Linked DNA regions of Mus musculus: all the other regions are linked to region 2. A link is a contact called in public ChIA-PET and HiChIP or PLAC-seq data. All regions are on one chromosome and are shown on one strand. The core of a region is the stretch at or near the end of the contact, and the rest is flanking DNA. Distances in the headings are between cores, read along the strand shown. Region 1 holds the start of Rragd (Ras-related GTP binding D). Region 2 has its middle 23 kb from the start of Gabrr1. Region 3 holds the start of Pm20d2 (peptidase M20 domain containing 2). Region 4 holds the start of Srsf12 (serine and arginine-rich splicing factor 12).

Evidence for each region. ChIA-PET counts read pairs in DNA pulled down with a chosen protein or histone mark. HiChIP or PLAC-seq counts read pairs in DNA pulled down with a chosen protein or histone mark.
Region 1: a contact with region 2 is called in an RNA polymerase II ChIA-PET map of effector CD8 T cells, with 6 read pairs. The contact joins the promoter of Rragd here to the enhancer-like site in region 2. A contact is called at or near these places in 8 of 39 promoter capture datasets (embryonic stem cells, liver, pre-B cells and 1 more), 1 of 15 datasets of contacts at CTCF or cohesin (CD8 T cells), 11 of 484 Hi-C or Micro-C datasets (centroblasts, differentiating embryonic stem cells, differentiating spermatogonia and 1 more), 15 of 115 datasets of contacts at active chromatin or transcription factors (cardiomyocytes, effector CD8 T cells, embryonic stem cells and 5 more) and 2 of 9 other capture datasets (embryonic stem cells and liver).
Region 3: a contact with region 2 is called in an H3K27ac HiChIP or PLAC-seq map of microglia, with 4 times the contacts expected there. The contact joins the promoter of Pm20d2 here to the enhancer-like site in region 2. A contact is called at or near these places in 2 of 39 promoter capture datasets (the 3T3-L1 cell line and stem cell-derived epiblast-like cells), 4 of 484 Hi-C or Micro-C datasets (CD8 T cells, the CH12 cell line, bone marrow-derived dendritic cells and 1 more), 4 of 115 datasets of contacts at active chromatin or transcription factors (bone marrow-derived dendritic cells, embryonic stem cells and microglia) and 3 of 9 other capture datasets (adipose tissue, liver and pancreatic islet).
Region 4: an RNA polymerase II ChIA-PET map of effector CD8 T cells shows a contact between it and region 2, with 16 read pairs. The contact joins the promoter of Srsf12 here to the enhancer-like site in region 2. A contact is called at or near these places in 8 of 39 promoter capture datasets (the 3T3-L1 cell line, the C10 cell line, cranial neural crest and 4 more), 6 of 15 datasets of contacts at CTCF or cohesin (CD8 T cells, embryonic stem cells, hippocampal excitatory neurons and 1 more), 50 of 484 Hi-C or Micro-C datasets (the AtT-20 cell line, B cells, the C10 cell line and 26 more), 10 of 115 datasets of contacts at active chromatin or transcription factors (bone marrow-derived dendritic cells, bone marrow-derived macrophages, effector CD8 T cells and 2 more) and 2 of 9 other capture datasets (adipose tissue and liver).

What each region holds. Positions count from the first base shown.
Region 1 is chr4:32,981,289-32,985,981 of GRCm38.p6, forward strand. Rragd (Ras-related GTP binding D) reads left to right here and starts at 1,710. Exons shown (of 7, transcript NM_027491.2): 1 at 1,710-2,319. The coding sequence starts at 2,175.
Region 2 is chr4:33,106,899-33,111,651 of GRCm38.p6, forward strand. No RefSeq gene overlaps it. Among named protein-coding and RNA genes, the nearest start is that of Gabrr1, 23 kb to the right of the region's middle. Within about 2 kb of position 3,388, at least 32 of the 459 cell types and tissues checked have an H3K27ac peak or open chromatin away from gene starts, as enhancers often do. A contact at or near this core is called in B cells, CD8 T cells, the CH12 cell line and 3 more, where this site is marked.
Region 3 is chr4:33,187,519-33,192,419 of GRCm38.p6, forward strand. It overlaps Pm20d2 (peptidase M20 domain containing 2), which reads right to left and starts at 2,219. Exons shown (of 7, transcript NM_001034867.2): 1 at 1,413-2,219. The coding sequence starts at 1,862.
Region 4 is chr4:33,205,849-33,210,988 of GRCm38.p6, forward strand. It overlaps Srsf12 (serine and arginine-rich splicing factor 12), which reads left to right and starts at 3,424. Exons shown (of 5, transcript NM_001372518.1): 1 at 3,424-3,522. The coding sequence starts at 3,458.

The sequences.
Region 1 (4,693 bases), core at 460-2,959, 130 kb before region 2:
TGAAATAGGCCAGTTTAGAGACCTCCCCACAGACTAGCAAGCTGGCTTTGGGACAGCCGCAAAGCCTTACAGCTACTCTGGGGAAATGTCCCTTCCTCCCCAGGCCGCTTCCTGCAGAGATTCAAGGATTTCAAGCTGCCCTCAATCTCATTAAGTTGCTGCTGCCCAGCACATGGGGTTTGACAAGGCGCTGGAGAGACAAAAACTACCAACCGGATGAGCCACAAAGCCCACTCTCTTCGCTATAGAAGTAAAATCGCCAGTGAGAAATGAGTTCTGAGAGCACCTGAGAGTCATGGCTCATTTGAAACGTCTACCAACTCTGTGGTAAAGGTGTTCTCATGAGGGTCAGAAAAGGCTGCTTCCTTCCGGTGGGGAGAGTAACGAGAGTCGGCTTTCTCCATCCACCCTTTGGCCTCCACTTGGTTTCAGTCTTCCTTTGCCCACGGGTTTCTGGGTGTGTTGGACCAATGGCAGTCATTCCCAGGAGACCACACAGAGATAGGAAGAAGGAAAGCAGCCAGGGCCCTCTTCTGTTATCTGCTTGGCCAGAGGGTGGGGAGGGTGGGGGCGGGGATGTGGGGTGGTGTGGGGGTGCTGCTACCTGGCTGCTCTACAGAACTGGCTCCCTTCACTTCCTCCCACTAAATTTGGAGGTGGTGTGAGCTTCCCACCTGATAATCTTTGACTGTACTCCCTAAATTCTGCTGCTTATATATCTGCAAAACTGTTTCTTCGCTCAAAAGCCTTTTTCAGTTCACATCTTTGTATGTGGCATAGGAACGACCTTGACCATGCAGACAAGAGTTCTACTGCCTCTCCTTGGAGAAGCTTTCCTGTTGAAAGCAGCCACCCAGTTAGAAGAAATCCAGGACATGCGTCACGGATTAGTAACCCTATTCCTACCCAGATTTTTCCGAGGACCCCTAGGAAGCCCTGTCCCGGGCCGCAAGTGTCCAGGCTGAGCTGCCTTTCTCCCCACCTGCTGAGCTGCTGGCACCTGCAGGATCCGGATCACCTTGCTGGCCCGCTGTTTAACTGAAGGAAGTTTATGCACGTGACTTTCTCCTCTCTCTCTCTCTCTCTCTCTCTCTCTCTCTCTCTCTCTCTCTCTCTCTCTCCCTCTCTCTCTCTCCCTCTCTCTCTCCCTCTCCCCCTCCCTCCCTCCCTCCTCTTCTCTCCCTCACCCCCCACCCCAGAAAAGGGTGCTCACACTGTGCTGAGCAGCTGGCGAAGGAGGAGAGCACCTCCTCATCCCACATCGCTTCTATTCCAATCTGAGAGCTGCCCCTCACCTCCCACAAAAGCCCTAAAACACGTGGGACTACACCAATGAGACAATAGCAGTTGGGGCATAAGAAGCCCCGAGGGCGTTATACACTTTAGGTTTTCCCGAAGGTTGCAAAGGAATCATTTAGTATAGCATGTTTATATATAAATCACGAGACATGTGACTTCTCCGGAAACATGTCTACGTAGACCACAGTTTGGAGTATTCTTGCTGGGAAATCCTTTGAACTAAAAGGCACTTTAGGAGGCAGCTGCTATGGAAACTACCCCACCACTGTGCACTTCTCCCAGCTCCCGCAGGCTGGAGTGGCGGTGGGGGTGGGGCCTGAGTACCGCACAGTTGAGGGGCAGCCTAGTGGGGGTGGGGTAGACTGGGGTGGGGTGGAGGTGGGTGGGGTGGAGGTGGGTAGGGTGTGGGTAGAAAGCCTGAAGACCGCAGCACAAGCCAGGGGCACTGCAGAAAGCAGGCGGCAGGGTCCGGGTGGTCCCCGGGCCACGCTTGCAGAGAAAGCGAGCAGAAGTCCCCGAGGGCGGTGGCCAGTGCGCTCTGGACACCCGAATTCTCTCTAGGGGGAGAACGTGTGTGGCCGAGCAAGCGGTGGCTGCGGCCGGCGAGCGCGCGCCCGGTGGTGCTGCGTGTGTGTGTGTGTGTGTGTGTGTGTGTGTGTGTGTGTGTGTGTGTGTGACAAGCGTCAGGTGACTCGGGTCACGCAGTCACTCCCTCGCGCTCCCGGGGAGAACTGCCGCGCTCCGGCTGGCTTCTCGGGCAGCAGCGGCAGGGAGGGGGCTGGGCTCCACTGCCACCCCCTTGCTCACCAGGCGCGGCCCCAGGGCGCTGCGGGCCACTCGGCCCACGCGGGACCTTGGAGGCAAGCGTGGGCGTGATGAGCCAAGTGCTGGGCAAGCCGCAGCCGCAGGGTGAGGACGGCGGCGAGGACGAGGAGGAGGATGAGCTGGTGGGGCTGGCGGGCTACGAGGATGGGCCCGAGTCCTCGGACGCCGAGCTGGACAGCGGGCCGGAGGAGGGAGGTGAGCCAACCGGCCGAGCGCTCGCGGTCCCCGCCCTGGGAGCGATGTGTGTGTGTGTGTTGGGGGTGGGGGGGATGCGGGACGCGCGGGTCCGGGGCGCTGCGGTGGGGGAGGGGAGCGGCCGGGCTGCAGACGGCGGCGGGGAGCAGGGTCGGATGTCGAGCTAAAAGAAGCAGCTGGCGGCAGCGTGCCGGCTGGGTCGCCCACAGCTGCGCGTGTCATTCTTCCCCGCCGTGGCCGCGGGAGGGTCTGCGGCGTGGGACCGGGGCGCTGGGGCGGGGCCCGCGCTGCAGGTGGTATCCGCGTCTCCCGGGAGACCGCGGGGTTCTAGGTCCCCAGACACCCTGAATGCATCTCGTGTCGCACCCGGGGGTGGGCGCCTGGCGAGCAATCCTTGGCCGCTGAAGCCAACTGTTTGTTGTTGCCGAAGGAGCTGAAGTTAGCCTTTCGGATTGGGGGCTGCTTGCATTTCATTCCCGGGACACAACAAAGAAGTTGAGTTTAGGATTCCAGAATGTTTTTCTTTAATTTAAAAAAATTTTTTTTCCCCACAAAAGCGGAAGGTCACTTTAAAAGGTCAGTTGAACGGGGCTGTTAACGTTCTCCGAGTTGTAAATATCCCAGAGAAAGGATTAATCTCTTTAGTGTCTCACACTAAAGAAACCGAGGAATGAAAGTACCCGTGACAGGAGTTTTAAGAACTTTTATTGAGAATCTATCGAACGGAACTTAAAATTCTCTCTACAAAGCCTTTCTCGGAAGACAGTTTTGATTTTGCGTCTGGCAGGTACTTCAGTGAATCAGAAAGGGAATACAGTTAACTAAGACTTAAGTCTGGCAGATGAAAAACAGCTTTTCAAGTCGCCTCATTTCCTGGCTTTTCTCCAGAGAGGACTAGTGCTGGCTCCCCGTTATTTAAACTTGTGTGTGCACCTCTGCGCTCCACTCATCCGCACTTCCCTTAATTAGTCCCACGGTCGATCGTTCAGCCACTTTTTTTTTTTCCCAAAAAAATTAAATTGCTCAGGTACTTTACTATTATATAGCATTTGGTAGATCCGCCCAGGGAAAGGCTGAGTGGGATTGTATTGGCAAGGCATTTGCAAAGATAGGTGCACAGTAGCTCCCTATTGTGGTAGTTTAAAGAGAGAAAGAAGATCCTATTCTAGAGGGGAAAGCCAGTTATTTGATACTGTCCTGGGGGCCAGAGAGTTTGCAAGGAAGGGGCAGAACCTATTTTCTGTAGTCTTTTTATTGGAGGGCCTGGGGGCTCTTTTGAAATTTGATTTGAAGTAAACCCCTGCCGGAGGGGAAGAATTCCTGAAACAAAGGCTTTTCCAGAGCCCAGAATGGGAGGCTCGCAGTGCAGTTAATCTAAAGGCTAACCTGCCTGCAGCTATGTTTTGATGACTTCGGTAATAACCGCCCACCCCCCAGCCCCATTGGGAGTTCCCGAATCAGGCAGAATCCTGGAATCTTGCTATAAAAGGATACAGTGTAGTCATGCGGTAGGGATCTTGCATGTTAATTTCTGCTCTGGCAAACACTGCAGAAGCCTAGCTTTGCTCTGCTTTTTGCGCTACACAGGTGGTCTGTTAGTTTCTCTGATCTTTTATCTTTTGAACACTTTCCCTTTTGGTCTCTGTTCTCCAGTTTAGGCCTTGAAGCAGAAACAATCAGAAAATCTGCCTTTCCACAGCCAGCACTTCCTGAAACAATCTGCCGATTCCATTCCCAGGGATCTGGGACTGGGACGGGGGGAAGCCAAGAATTTAGACTTCCTGCTTTGTGTCCTTCTGAAGGCTAGCTGGTTTTGTTTTAAGATTTATGTGCGTGCATTCGTGTGGGTGTGCTTGTTTGAGTGTGTGCTGCATGGATGTAGGTTCCCAGAAGAGCCAGAAGAGGGCGTCAGATCTCCTGGAACTGGAGTTAGAGGAGTTTATGGATATCCAACATAGGTGCTCAGGAAGAGCATCAAGTGCTGTAACTGCCGAGCCATCCATTTCTGTAGTACATACTCCTATTTAAATTTTGGTAAAGTATGCATTTATCTGTTCTCAAGTTTAAGAGATGTAGTGTGAAAAACAGGGACTTTAATCTGAGAAAGGATGGAGATGGGTGAGCTCTTTCTCCCCTCCCCTTTCCTGACAGATGATGTTTAGTGTCTGTATTTAATGGAGGTCTGGAATTTTCCCCGTTAGGTCAGTGACCTCTGGTGCTGGGAGTGGGATAAGATAGGACAAGCAATTTGTCTGGCATTTGTTAAGGCAATCTGTCAGGAGCTGTGCAGGACTGAAGAGAAAGTACAGTTCCCACTGGCCCTCGACTCTGTGTTGTGTAGAGGCTGCTAATCTCATTTTTAACCTGAGCACCC
Region 2 (4,753 bases), core at 2,138-4,637:
AGCCCACATCCTAGCAACTCTGGCTTGCTTCCCCCGAACTGCGTAAACTGGACACGGTGACACACACTAGTAATCCTAGCACTCAGGAGGGGTAAGCAGGGAGGATCAGAACTTCTGGGCTACAAAGTGAGTTTGAAGATAGCCCAGGCTACATGAGACCCTGTCTCAAAACGAAAAGAAATTAAGGAAAAAGAAAAGAAGGGAGGAAAAGACTTTGCAATTTTGATTGAGAGCTGTGTGATTTTGAGCCATTTAAGTTCTATGTATTTTCATTTCATGTGAAAACAATTTTTAAAAGTGGTGGTTCCTGCCTTTTGGGGTAGATACGGGAAGCTGCGGGCCCAATGCCCAAGCTGTAGGGCCAGAGCCCGAGGGAGAACACTTTACCTAGGCTTAGGGTTTTCTAACTATGGGAGAGAGAAACTGAGCGAGAAACTGTCTCAAGGGGGGGGGGAGAGAGAGAGAGAGAGAGAGAGAGAGAGAGAGAGAGAGAGAGAGAACGGCTGCTCAAGGGAAAAGGAAATTTGCCAGTGTTTGGATGGAGAGTTCTAGTGATCGAATGGCTGGAAAGTCCACGTGATGACAGGAAATGTGACCCTGCAAGTTTCTAAATCCAAGTCACGACATCAAATGTTGTGTTTTGTAGAAAAGCCAAAGATTTGTTTGATAGGGCATGGTATGGTGTGGTGGGAGGGGTGCCTCAGCGGCCCTTGCAGAGGCATCCCTTCCCCTTGAGGTACCAGGTATAATGTAGAATAAAGTTTATTTAGGGCATGGGAAGGGGAGTTTAGAAGGTGGGGGGGGGGGCGGAGGAAAAGGGGGAAGAGGAGAGAGGGAAGGGGAGGGGGAGGAGGAGGGGGGAGGGAGAGGCCAAACAGTCCCTTTTATAGCAAGCCAGGCCTACCTTGCTGTTGGGCAGAGCCTAGAAGGAATGCCAACATTTTGAACATTTCATTACCCTCAAAAGAAACTTCTTGTCTTTTTATCTTTGGCTTTCCCGTTCCTCCCCTCCAAAGTTTGCTTTCCATTGCTCTATAATGTACACATTGTATACATGGAGCTTGGAGATGGGTGGTCTTGAGTGACTGATTTCTTTCATCTTGTATAATCTTTTCCCTCCCTCCCTCCATCCTTCCCTCTGTCTCTTCCTTTCTTCCAGTACTGGGGGTTGAACCCAGAGCATTTCACATGCCACACAAATGTTTTACCAGCTAAGTTGCATCTCGATTTTTCTCCATCCTTGTTTTAGATAATGCTTACATTAACCTATCTGTAGCATGTGTCTGTATTTTGTTCCGTTTTAACGGCTGAATAATACTCATTACATGGATATGCACTTTTCTGTGTATTTATCCATCACAGATAGGCATTTGCTTTCTTTTGAATTTTGGCTGTTATTAAACGTGTTGCAATGAACATCCATGCAGAAGTTTTTATAGAGACGTAAAAAAATTCTTCTAGGCAGAATATCTTAGGAGTAGAATTGCTGTTATTGGGTAGCTCTGTATTTAACTCTGAGAGGATCTGTTTGCAAAGTGTGGGCATTGTTTAATATATACTTTGTGGCAATACGTGAGACTTTTTAACATTTCCAGATTATTATTGTCTTCTTTGTTTTAGGCCACCCTCCACAATAGGTATGAAGTGTTCTCTTTGTGGCCTGGTTGTGCAGTTTCCTGTTGACAGTGGTGCTGAGTTTTCTGTATCTTATTGGCTTCTCTTGTATCTTCTTTGGCAAATGTCTATTCAAATTGCTTGCCCACTTTAAAATTTGGTTGCCTTTTCATCACCTAGTTTCAGGGATTGTTTATATATTCTAGATAGAAATTCTATAGCAGGTTTATGCTTTGCAAATACTTTCTCAGACAACTGACTTTCTAACTTTCTTATGATGACTGCTGAAACCCAATAGTTGTCATTTTGATGAAGCCCGTTTTATCTGTTTTTGTTTGGTTAATTGTGCTTATGAGGCCATACTTAAGGCAGGCATGCACTTACCTTTTTAAGAAAGTGGCAGGTGAGTGTGTGTGTGTGTGTGTGTGTGTGTGTGTGAGTTTACATGCCTTGGCACAGAATGAGGCCATCAATGATAGATCCTCTTTTTAAAAAATATGTAGTTCATTTATTTTTATATCATGTGCATTGGTGTTTTCTACATGTATGTCTGTGTGAGGGTGGAACTGGTATTCTGCAGTGTTGAGCTGTCATGTGGGTGCTGGGAATTAAACCCAGGACCTCTAGAAGAGCAGCCAGTGGTCTTAACCACTGAGACATCTCTCCAGTCTCAAAGATAGATACTCTTGATGAAGACTCAGAAGTAACACACTGTGTGTGTGGGGTGGGGGGAGGGGCATTGCTGCAAACACAATGGCCGGCAGTGAAACCATCAGAGGAGAGACAAGAATGAAACTGTTCAGGCTTAAATGGTGTTGGTTCAAACTTCTAGAGTCTAACCCCAGACAGTTGATTGTAGCTACATTTAAGTACAGCACAATATTGGGAAAAAAAGTTTTCTGATGACAATTTATTCAGTCCCACGTGTACAACACAGTTTAAGGCATGTTTACATTGAAGCTCTTTACAAAGTACAGAGACCTACTTCCATAAAGACCGTTCTGTTAACTCAGACACAATGCTTAAGATTGCTTAAGTCTAGGGAGAAAGACTGGGGTAACACGATGCCTTTGAGAGTCAGAATTAGCCTGGCCCTAAGATTACATAGAAGTCACTTAGGTTGATGTACGGTACAAATGACATCGCTTGTAAGGATGAGTTTAACAGATTGAAAAGCAATGCTTAAGATATAGGGTGGAAAAGTCTGGGATAAACAAACAGAATTCTGGGGGATTCGGGAGAAGCCTGACCTATAGAGAGACCACTAGGTTGTAAACCTTTCCCAGCATCCCCGGTGGAAGTCAGGTAAATATCTCTTCCCCTGACAAGACAAGCCTGTGTGTTTAACTTTTTCTGGTCCCCCCGGGCGCTTATCTGTGTGCGTAAGGAGCTCTTACTCTTCAAAAGATATGCACAACTTGAGCCTGGCTTGGGATAGATACAGGGTTGAGCCAGAGAATGTAAAAGAATTGCTTAGCACAAAGCACAAAACAATACCTCTCCCAACAATGTTTAACACTTGCTAAATACCGAATGCAATCAAATAAAGGAAACAGGCGTGGTGTGAGGTACAGTCAGCAGATGAGAACACAACTGCTCCAGTGGATTGCTAGGTCTCCACATTATAGCACAGAGTCCACCCTCCCCCAGGAAAACAGTGTACAGAGAATCTTATCAACCTGAAAGCGGCGTGTATGTGCTAGGAGGTGGGTATGGTCTGTGATGAAACCACACAGATGGTTTCCCCTTGGGCAGCTGTGGCACGGCCCGCTCAGGACTTCCGGCCGCTGTGACAAAATGCACAGATTTGGCAGCTTAGTTCACAAACATTTACGTCTCTAGTTTGAAGGCTGGGGAGTTTACATCCAGCACTGCTGGTAGATCCTGTGTGGCTAGGACAGTGACCACACTGCAGCCTCAGCTGACAGACCTCTGGTCTCTCTTTAAAACGGGGGGGGGGGGGGGGAAGAGCAGCACTGGTCGATCCTGGAAGGGAAAGCAGATGCGTAAGCCATTCTCTTTAGAAAAGGTGGTCACTAGAAGTGGCCTTGAGACCACAAGCAGGCCTCAAGGTGGGAAAGAGAACATTACACAGGAAATGGTATGTGCATGTAAGAGGCCAACATGGCAGCAGCTTTAAAGGGATGGGGGGGGGGCTTCACTAGGAGAGTAAGTTAGCATCCTCTTCTGGTCTCTATGTCCACTGCTCCCGAGGAAGCAAAGCATACAGTGAAAATAAATATTTACTTACTTACTGAAAATGATGTAAGTATAGAGATAGCCACCACGAGAAAGCTAGGGTGGAGGGTAGAGAGGCCAGGGGGAGTTGTTTTTGTTTTTTTGTTTTTTTTTTCCCCAAGAAAATGCCCAGAGCCATTCCAAGAACAAAGGAATCTCAGACAGTTAGAAGCTTTGTAGGGGGCAGGTGGTGGCAACATGAGGAGGCATTTTGACAGATCAGCTCTTTCATGGGGGATGGCATCCTGAGCTGGGGTCTGGGCGTCGGGCCTCTCGCACCTGTCCTGAGGCCAGGATGTGAAACTGTTACGTAAGTTATTGTCGTTTAGAACAAGCCCAGGGGCTGTTTCAGAGCAGAAGGGAAGAGGTCTCTCTGTATTTGGCCCTCAGACAAGTTGTCATGTAAACGTTCATCACACATCTCTTCCACAAGGTGGTCCCACAGTCATGGCCCCAGGCATTGGGAGTCCCGATAAAAACACCAGGGTCCATCAACAAGAAGCTGGAGACTGTGGTGACGTTGCGCTTGAAGCCAGGGAGCCCGTGGTGAACTTTAAAGGCAGGTGATTGAGGGTGTCTTATATGATTTTACCAGGATACCAGCAGAGGGAGATGAGGCTGAACTTTCCCAAAGGAAGTCCACTGTAATTTATAAGCCTGCTTTTGGAAGAGCCAGCTTGCCCGATTTCCCTCCCTTAACCCTTCCTCTCTATCATGTGACTGTGACCACCATTCTAGCACCTCGTGGTAGAGAGGGCCCCTGGCTCTCAGCTGCTACAAATTTAGCTCTACTTTTAAAACCGGATTGTGGCTTAGCGACCATAGGGCGAGCCGCGAGAGGGTTTTGGAAAGTGTGGCCAGAACACGTCACACATTCAGCTCAAATGGAGCTGTTACTGAC
Region 3 (4,901 bases), core at 969-3,468, 79 kb after region 2:
TTTCTTCGTGGCTAAGACTGTTTAATGTATGTGTATGACAGGTATAATCAATCAGTCATGAGCTTTACTGAAAAGGATCTTGCACGTGGCCTGTCTGTTACCCTCACAAGAAGCCTGCGAGGTAGTAAGCAGTCTGCAGTCTGCATCATTTCAGGCAGGCTACAGGCGTCCCGGGTTACAAAGCAAGTCTCCAGAGCCTACAGAGCTCTCCTTCCGGTTGAGACGGACTCCTCACTGAGAAACCACCTTAAAAGTCTTAACTCATTAACCTTTCATTGACGAGCCTTAAACAACCTCAGTGCCATGGTTAGAAACCCCCAACTATTACACAAACTTACTAACTCGATTTCACCAGTTCAACCAGGAAGACCTAAGGGTCACCAAACACCTAATCGAACAAAAGAGAACTTGACAGAATAAACCTTTTACTTTGATACCTAAGCTTAACTTCTTCAAGCAATTTTTAAAAAGCAAAGGCACAGCCTCTGCATAAGATTAAAGTATTGTTAAGGTCAGGTATAAAAATACAATGAAAGCAAAGGGAATCCACTCATATTCCATTTTCTGGTAAGAGAGGAACGTTGCTGAGAACAACCACTTGAAATTTGAAGTTGGTATACTTCTCAAAGTCTGGCTTTATTTATTTTTAAATTTATAATGTACCTTAAGTTAAGCTGCTTTTTGAGGGAGGGGGTAAGACAGGGTCTCTCTATGTAATCCTGACTGTCCTGGAGCTCAGATAGACTAGGCTGACCTCGAACTCACAGAGCTCCGCCTGGCATGCACCACCACTCCTGGCCGCTAAGCCTCTCTGAATCTACTGGGCTCATTGCCAACCGCTGAGAACTTTCCTAAGTCGGTCCAGGGTCTCACGGCCCTCCTCCCCAAACAACACAGAAACCTAGAGGCCACAAGAGATAAATTGTTTGTTGCAGAGGATTACATTACTGCCACTGGCGGGTGAGCCGAGCTGAGTTGTGACATATAACCTTGCTCACAGAATTAAATACACTATCCTAAAGAGTAAACACAAGATCGGACCTGCCCAAGACAGACATGCACGACATTTTCCTGCTTAAAGAACCGAGACGCCTGTTTAATATGAAATAAAATGTACACTTAAATATGAACCTATCTACGTAGTAAATGTTTTGTTAGCTTCTCCGTTAGTTCTGCTCTTTAGTGGTTTGGCAGCCTGGTAGTTCTAAACACTGAAATTTACTATACAAATACCAATTATTCAAATCAAAATCTTTTGTTTGTTAAGTCTCCATTTATTTCCTCCAGATAGCACACGACCCAATGAGCAAACTGCAGCTGTCTGCCACCAAAAATAACCGGTCTGGTACTCCGACTGGTCTGGCACTCCGGGCTGGATCCGGCACGCCCCGCGCTGGCCCGGAGTGGCTCACCTTGACCGGCGGCGGCGCAGCGATGCTCTCCAGCGCAGCCCGCAGGCCGAGCGCCGCAGCCACCCCGACCTCGGCGATGAGGTTGTGGCCGCAGGCGTGGCCCAGGGCTGGCAGCGCGTCGTACTCGCACAGGAAGGCCACCTGCAGCGCGCGGGGCCCCGCCGCGGACTCCGGCGGCGCCCACTCGGCACGGAAGGCGGTGGGGAGCCCGAAGTGCGGCTGCACCGCCCACGAGGCGGCCGGCGGCTCGCACTCGAAGAAGCGCGTGAGCTCGCCGTGCGCGCGGTGCTCTTCGTAGGCCAGCTCGGGCGCGCTCCAGATGGCGCGGCTCAGCGCGCCCAGGCGCTCGGCCGCCTCGTCGATGCGCTCGGCCGCTCGCCGTTTCAGCAGCTCCAGCTCGGCGGCGCTGCTCGTGCCGGGCTCGGCCGGCCGCTCCACCACCGGACCCATGGCGCGGGCGTGCTGCGGTCTCTCCTCGTCCGCCCTCTGCGAGGCTCGGCGGCGCTCGGCTGTCTTATCTGACTTCGGCAACGCTCGGCGCCGCTCGGCAGTCCTTGCCAGTCCTATGCAACGCTCGGCGGCACCTTGGCAGCGCTTGGCCGCCCTTGGCAACGCTTAGCTGTCCTTGGCAGCCCTCCGCAAGGCTAGGCGCCTCGGCAGCCCTTGGCAGTCCGCACCGCTCGGCTGTCCTAATCAGTCCTCGGCCGCCCTCGGCGGCTTCGGCGACCAGCGCCCCGCGCTCGCCCACCGTACAGCACCACCCTAACTCTAACTTAACCCCCCACCCCCCAGGTCAGGAGTTGCCCTGTAGCTCCGCCCTCAAGGCTCGGCCTGGAGCTGGGGCGCCAACTCCTAAGAAGAGGAATTGTATAGGACAAGTTTTATCCAAAATTTTGATTGACAAGCCCAAGTAACATGATTTGCACAGCTTGTGTTCATAACGGGTCTAAAGTTACCCGATGAGGAAATTCAAGAAGTCATACTCTCCTTTTCCTCCAGAGTGATACAAGTTCAAAATTGTTATTGATGATACACACCTAATAATTAGTAGTCTGAGGTTTTCTTGTATTAAAAGCTTCTGCGTGTTCTTCCTATTCTACCCTCTCTTAAATTGCCACAACTAGGTCAAATAAGATACCATATATATATATATATATATATATATATATATATATATATATATATATATGATTTTTTTAAGGAGTGCACGCCTTTAATCCCAAGCATTTGGGAGGCAGAGGCAGGTGGATCTCTGAGTTCGAGGCCAGCTTGGTCTACAAAGTGAGTTCCAGGACAGCCAGGGCTATACAGAGTAAACTCGAGGGAAGTGGAAGGAATGAAGAGAAGAAAAAGGCAGACTGTAATCAATTTTTACTAGTTTATACCCTAAAACGCCAGAGTCCAGGTCACACTCTAACGTGAAAAAAACTGTCCTTAGTTAACACCCTAACCGAATGAAACTTTTCCCTAAACACAATAAATGTGATATAAATTCATGAATGGACTCACTTTCCTTTTTTAAAACTTTTTTTAACATTTTTTTGTGTTATTTTGTTTGTTTTGTCTGAATGTATGCGTGCACACCGAGTCTGGTGCCTGAGGAGGTCAGAAGAGGGCGTCAGATCGCCTGAAACGAGTTACACATGATTGCGAGCCACCCTCTGGGTGAATGGGAACTGAACCCTGGTCCTCCAGCCCCACCGTCATTTTCTTAACTTTACTCTTGTAACTCCTTTACAGGAGTCCTCCAGCATCTATGAGACTCCAGATTATTTTGCTCAGTGAACTGGCTAAAAGCCAGAATAATGTCAAAATAATAAGATCACTCACTCTGCACCAAGTGCTTTTCTGGATGTTTTAAATGTTAATACCTATTTCTCATCCCAACCTATGAGGTTTTTAGTGTGACTATTATCTTCAAATTACAGATGGGCATCCAAGATTATACAACTCACTAAGTACTGGGCACAGATTTCCACAAAAGACAACATCTAACCACTACACTTGATTGCTTGTGACATCTGAATTCACAAATCATCTATTTATATCACAATGGACACAATCATTCATCTTCAATAAATTTTTACAGCAGAGCTCTGCCAATAGCAGTGGAAATCCTGTTTGTTCTCATTAGACAGCTACACACAGGCTTGTGTATAAACTTTAGAGACAAGCTGCTATTTAGGTTGCTTGTTACAAAGTAATACTGTTGTCATCTGATGTGGTGGAAAGATAGGTAACTCTGGGCTGGGTTCCTCCTGCGTAGTCTGCCCACCCAGACATATATGTATTCAGTTTCTACTTTTGACATCATGGATTTCTTGTGCATGGTGATTTGTATTCTTGAATCTCTTTAATAAATTGTATCTTCTCTTCAGTCTTCATACTTTTTTTTGTTCCATTTTCTAGCACCTAACAGCATAGATATAACATCCCTTGTGGTGGTTTGAATAAGAATGGTCCCTGTAGACTCCTATATTTGAATGCATGATCACTGGGGAGAGATACTACTTGAAAGGGATTAGGTGTGGCCTTGTTGTGTGGAGAGCCATGCCGTGAGCAATCACCATTATAAGATGGCGCTGGCTTCCACTGTGCCTAACTAGTAAACAAGCCTTATGCGCAAGTGCAAGAGTAAATTCACGCCCAGCCACTGCCCATCTCAGGGCGTAAGTAATGGGGTGATGGGCGAGCAACTAATCGGGTGCTGTCACGCCACATCAGGTGCTGAAACGTCACGCTGCAGGCTATATAAGCAGCACCATTTTCCGGGTTCGGGTCTTCCTTATGTTGAAGCAATAAAAGCTTTGCCGTAGAAAGATCCGGTTGTCCGAGTGAATTCTTGCCAGCAAGATACTAGCTTGGGCAAGATTGTTGGAGGAAGTAAGTATGTCACTGGGGGGGTGCAGTAGGTTAAAAGCCCAAGCCAGGCCCAGTGTCTTTCTCTTCCTGCTGCCTCTGGATTGGATGTAAAACACTGAGGTACTTCTCTAGCACCATGTCTGCCTACGTGACTCCATGTTCCCTGTCGTGATGATAATGGATCAAACCTATGAAACTAACTGTAAGACATCCCCAGTAAATGCTTCTCTTTTATAAGATCTGGCGTAGACAGTGTCTCTGCCTAGCCACAGAACGCTGACTAGAAATCCTTCCTCTGTGACAGTAAATACCTTTGGCTAATTATTATTCTTGACTCTCATGGTAGCATTGTACAGCCACATCCAGCTTTTTACATGGGCAGTGGGGATTTGAACTTATACTTGCAGAGCAGTGATTTTACATTTTGAGCCATCTTCCCAGCTCAAGAATATCTTCCTAAAGCTGGGTTGGAGGTGGCATTCTTGAATGCCAGGAAACTACTCAGTATTTTTTTTTAAACTTGGTATCTTTTAACTATTCTACATACAAGTGTCTGCATTGTTTATGATACCACTCAGGTCTCTTTAAAAAAAAAAAAATCTCTCTTCCTTTACCTGGGGCTGGAGT
Region 4 (5,140 bases), core at 2,174-4,673, 99 kb after region 2:
CATCTCTCTCCAGTTAAGCCTCCATCTTTGAAGGGAATCTCTTTATTAAGACACAGTATGTTCCAAGAGAAGGTAAGATTCTGTCCTGTAGAGAAGTTCCTTATGTTCAGGAAGTAGACAGCTCAGAGGAAGTCCCTGAAACTGACCTGATATACAGAGACCTTCCTCCTCATGCACATAGAAGCTGTAAAGACTGTTGAGAGACTATGGGACACACTAAGCTGCCTGGAAGATGCTCAGACCAGCTGAGTTGCCTGGAAGATGCTCAGACCAGCTGAGTTGCCTGGAAGATGCTCAGACCAGCTGAGTTGCCTGGAAGATGCTCAGACCAGCTGAGTGCCTGGAAGATGCTTTCCAATTTGTTGAGCTGCTTGTAGGTTGTTCGGTGAACTAATCCCAGCTTTCCTGAGCTATTAAGGATACCAGAGTGAGCCTTGGTAATGAAACTGTCTGAGTTATTTCTACTCCTGTAAATAACCCTCAACCACATCCCTGTAAGTAACCATAACAAAACTCATCCGTTTACCAAGCTGAACTTTGGTAGTATCTGTACTTTGGTCTGTTGTGAGTACATATTTGGTCACATCCCCCCAGGAATAGTGTCACACAACACAAAGTGGCTTATGGACTGCAATCCTAGTACTTGAAAAGGTTCTCTGCAGTGACAGAGTATAAGGTGGGCAAACAGTATGAGCAGGAAAGTCTTAGCTAATCCTAGATTCCAAGTGACAGCCACTGTTCTTAGCTATGTTAACAAGATGAGTCTTAGGAGTAAATACCCAAATATCAGATACCATTCCCTGTGCGCCTCTGCTTTCCCTTTTAATACTGTAATTACATGTTGCTGATTTGTGCATGTGTATGGGTGTGGCATGCATATGCCAAATTGTACTTGTGCAGCTAAGAGAACAACTGTTGGAATCTGTTCTCTCCTTCCCCCATGTGGGTCCTTGGCATCTGTCTCAGGCTGTCAGGTTTGCTGGCAAGCTCCTTTACCTACTGAACCAGCTCAACAGCCCATCTACTTTCAATATAACATAACAGTGATTTAAGAAGTTTGTCTGTTTAGGCAAGCTTTAACAATTGAAAGGGAGTCTGACTTTTTCCTTTTCCCAATATTCTTTATAGACCTGCAATTTCTCATTTCCTCCTCCTTCTCTTCCTCTTCTTCCTCCTTTTCCTCCTCCTCCTTGTGGACTGTCACAACGCTGGCACTCAAGCCCAAGGCCTCACGCTCACTAGTGCCCTGTCACGGATCTACATTCCAGCTCTGTGGCAGGGATTTCAATTGCATCTTTTTAACTCTACTTTTTTTTTTTTTTTAAAGTAAAATAGAAAAGCATGGTGGTGCATGCCTGTAATTCCAGTGGTACAGAGTCTGATGTGGGAGGATTGCTGCAACTGCAACCCTACCTGGGGCTACAACTGTGAGTACTAAACCAGCCATGCTATAAAATGAGACCCTGTCTCCAAGGGGAGAAAAGGTAAAAATAATTATAGTATCTAAATGAGAAAAGATACAAGGGCATCTCAAAATACTTTAAAAACAGAAGTCCTGTTTTGGGGAGAAAATAAGCATGAAATAGACCAAAAATTTTCAGGAAGATCTCCCTAGCCACGTTGTCACTCTAAGCTAACTTTTTATTCTTTTCATTTAAAATGTTTCTATTTTAATGGAGGAAAGAGGGTTACACTTGTGTGACATGTGCTGGAGAAGGCTGCAGGGTGACTCTCACTCCACAACTCCACAAGTATGTCTTCTCCCAAGGTGGCATCCCTCACTAAAACTGAAGATTTGGACCTCTCCATTTCTTCAGGGATTGCTGGCCATTGAGTTCCTGGGATTCACCTGTCTCTGACCTCACGATGCTGAGGTCACAGGGGTGTGGCTTTGTGATGCTGGGTCACAGGGGTGTGGCCATGCCCAGGATTTTTACAAGTGGGTGTTGGGAACTCTGAGTCAGTGCACTGTAAGCACTCTTATGTACTGAGCCTTCATCACAGTCACTAGGATCATTGCACTCCTTCATACACCTCTGAACTCTGTACAGCATCGCCTGCTGCTTTGAAGAGATGATTCAACAAAGCAGTACTTTTGGTTATAAAGCCTACAACTTTGGATGAATATGATTTAAAAAAAAAAATCTAGGACACGGAGGGCTTTTAGTCTGGACCCTCAAGAGTACCAGAAAAAAACATCGAAAAAGCAATAACACATAGCTATATTAGTTACTGAACATGGTTGCTTAAGACACCGGCCAAGCTTAATGCAGTATTCCTTTTGTCAAACTATTATTTTTATTGTATGTGTAAGTGTTTTGCCTACTTGTGTGCCTTGCATCCCACTGAGGCCAGAAGAGGGTGTTGGACACCCTGGAACTGTAAGCCACCACGTGGACACTGGGAGAGGAACCCGGCCGGGTCCACTGCAAGAGCAGCAAGCGCTCTTGACTGCTGAACCTTCTCTCCAGCCCCCACCTCGAAGCTACCCCGGTGTAATATCATTTAGTCATCTGCACTTGAAAATGTTCCTGCCTCAGGCTCTCCTACAGGAAGCTGTTGTACTAAAAGAAGTACTTAGCTGCTTCAAAACAGATCTAGAAATTGTAAGAGTAGATCTATGCGCTATCAGTAATGACAGGTCTCAGTTGGCTGGCCTCCAGCTCCTCTATAGTAGATAACTTTTGACCTCCCTGCCATCACTCCTCACCGTCCTCCCCCCCCCCCCCCCCATGCCCTGGGATGACAGGTTCTGCCATAGTCTCTGCTCAGGTACTGGAACAGCGTGCATCCTGCAGGCTAGACAATCACTCTTCCATTGAGTTACATCCCTAGTCTTTTCAAGATAAGTTTCATTAAACCACCAAATGCGTGGCATTATTACACCAGCTCCACTAACCAATACACAGTACTCTCAATTTTCCTAGCATTAAACCCAGCCTGATGTGGAGCCCACTACAAAAGGAATTCTAGGCCTGAGTAAACAAGCAAACAAAAGACCCCAGCCTGCTCTCCCGTCTGGGTTTCTTTGATGCTTACCCTGTTTATTGCCTCGAGGCCTTTTTGCTTAAGCTGCAGTACTGCAGCAGTTCCCCCCACCCCCACCCCCACGCCCGTGTTCAGTCTTTCTTCCCTGAGGGTCGAGTTGATCTCTTTAGGGAAAGGCTGTGGCTAAGCTTGCATGCCCACAAGTGGCTCCCTGACCCTGCACATGGCTCTTTCGAAGCCCTGTCATGAGATCTTTTTCTGGGGCTGTTTGGGAGAGGCAGGTCTCCCTTGGAGCACCTAGCTGGCCTGCAGCGATGGGGGATCGGATCTATTCCCTAGAGGCCCGGGCAGTGGCAAGGTCTGTGCTCGCGCGGCCGCGCAGGCCCCGCGCCCCCCGCCCGCGTCTGCGGCTGCGCGGCCGGCCCGGGAGGGGGCGCGGCGGGCTGCTGGGAGCGGGGCCGCGAGAGGCATGTCTCGCTACACCAGGCCCCCCAACACCTCCCTGTTCGTCAGGAACGTCGCAGACGCCACCAGGTGAGTGGAGACCGGACCCCGCGGGGGCACGGGCCGGGGCGCCGGGTTGTCGGGGTACGGGGTGGGCAGTGGGGGGCTGTCTGGATGACGATGCCGCCCGGGTACCCCGGGTGCCGAGCTGCAAGCTGTTGGGGTGCCATTTGGGCGTCAGGGTACCGGTCTTGTGTTGGGGCACTGGCCGGGTGTTGGGAATGCTGGCCAGGTGTCGTAGGGGTGCCACTGCGGGCTGTCGGAGTATCTGGGTTTTGGGGTGTGGGCGAGGTGTTGGGGTGCGGTCGTGATGTCAGGTGTTGGCCCGGCGTCAAGGTGCGGGCTGGGTGGCTCCGGCTGTGGTGGCAGTGCTGGCCCTGGCTCTGGTGGCACTGCGCTCTGCAGGCGCCGCCCACTAACCTTCCGGAGGAACTGGGGCTGTCTCCTCCCCAGGATGCACACCTTAGGCCTTGCAATTTCCTCTGCACTGTTCAGACAGTGATTATGGCCCACATTTAATATACAAAAGACTAGTCAGTTCGATTTCTATGGTTTTCTTTGAGTCCTGGGAACAGTCTTAGGCTTCATTATGGTGCAGGAAGTCTTTATTTCCTCCATCCCTCTTTGAAAATTCTGTCCAGATGGTTGCCAGGCATAGAGCTGAAGAAATGCCCTTTTTTCAGACTAGCGCACCTTTTCCTTTAATAGGAGCCGGAGAGAGAATGGGAGGCGTGACACTAATAGACACCTTCATCTTTCATTGGAATTACTTAATCCCCCGTTCTAGTTCTGCCATCTTGGCCACCTATGGAAAAGTTGAAGTTCAAGGGTTTTAAGGAGTTACCTGGACCTAAACAGGCACAAATGTACGCAGCTCTTCAGTTGTTAGTTATCTGAAGTAATCATAATGTATGTTTTGTTTTGTTTTTGTTTTTGTTTTTGTTTTGTTTTGTTTTGTGAGAGAGAGAGAGAGAGAGAGAGAGTAGTATCTAGTCTAGGCTGACCTTGTACTTCTGATCCTGTTACCTTGGCCTCCCTCCCAAGTCCTGGCATTGCAGGTGACCCCCACCACCAAGCTGGGGATTTACTTTTAGGAGAATTAAGAACTTTAAATTTAATCACTGTAAATATTTATGTCACTACTGTAGACTGTGAGTTAATAGAATTTTAAAAGATTCCTGGGTTTTATGGTTCTTCTCTACCTGTTTATCCAAACATCCTCACACAGGAAGCAAAATTAATATTTGGGTAGGCTAAAAGCAGTTAAACAACTTGAACAATAAGCAAAAGGTCTTCATGGCATGCTTACAAAAGAAACCCGGGAGATTCCCAACCCTAGTGGCCACAAGAGCGAGGCAGAGGAATACAGATGAGTGGGGGTACCAGCTTATGAGACGTAGTAGAATGGTACAGACTGCAACAGGTGAGCATGTGTCCTCGAATGGGAAGTCACGTTGCCACCTTTTCCAGTTCTAGAGAATCAAACCCAGTCTGTACATGCTGGGCTCCCTACAGAGCTATACTTACTGGGGCATCCGTTCAATTTTGTAGCCCAACCAGGACTTGGGTTTTCCCTCTTTCTACTTCAGCCTCCCCCATAGCTGTGATTATGAGCATGTTACACACACACACACACACACACACACAC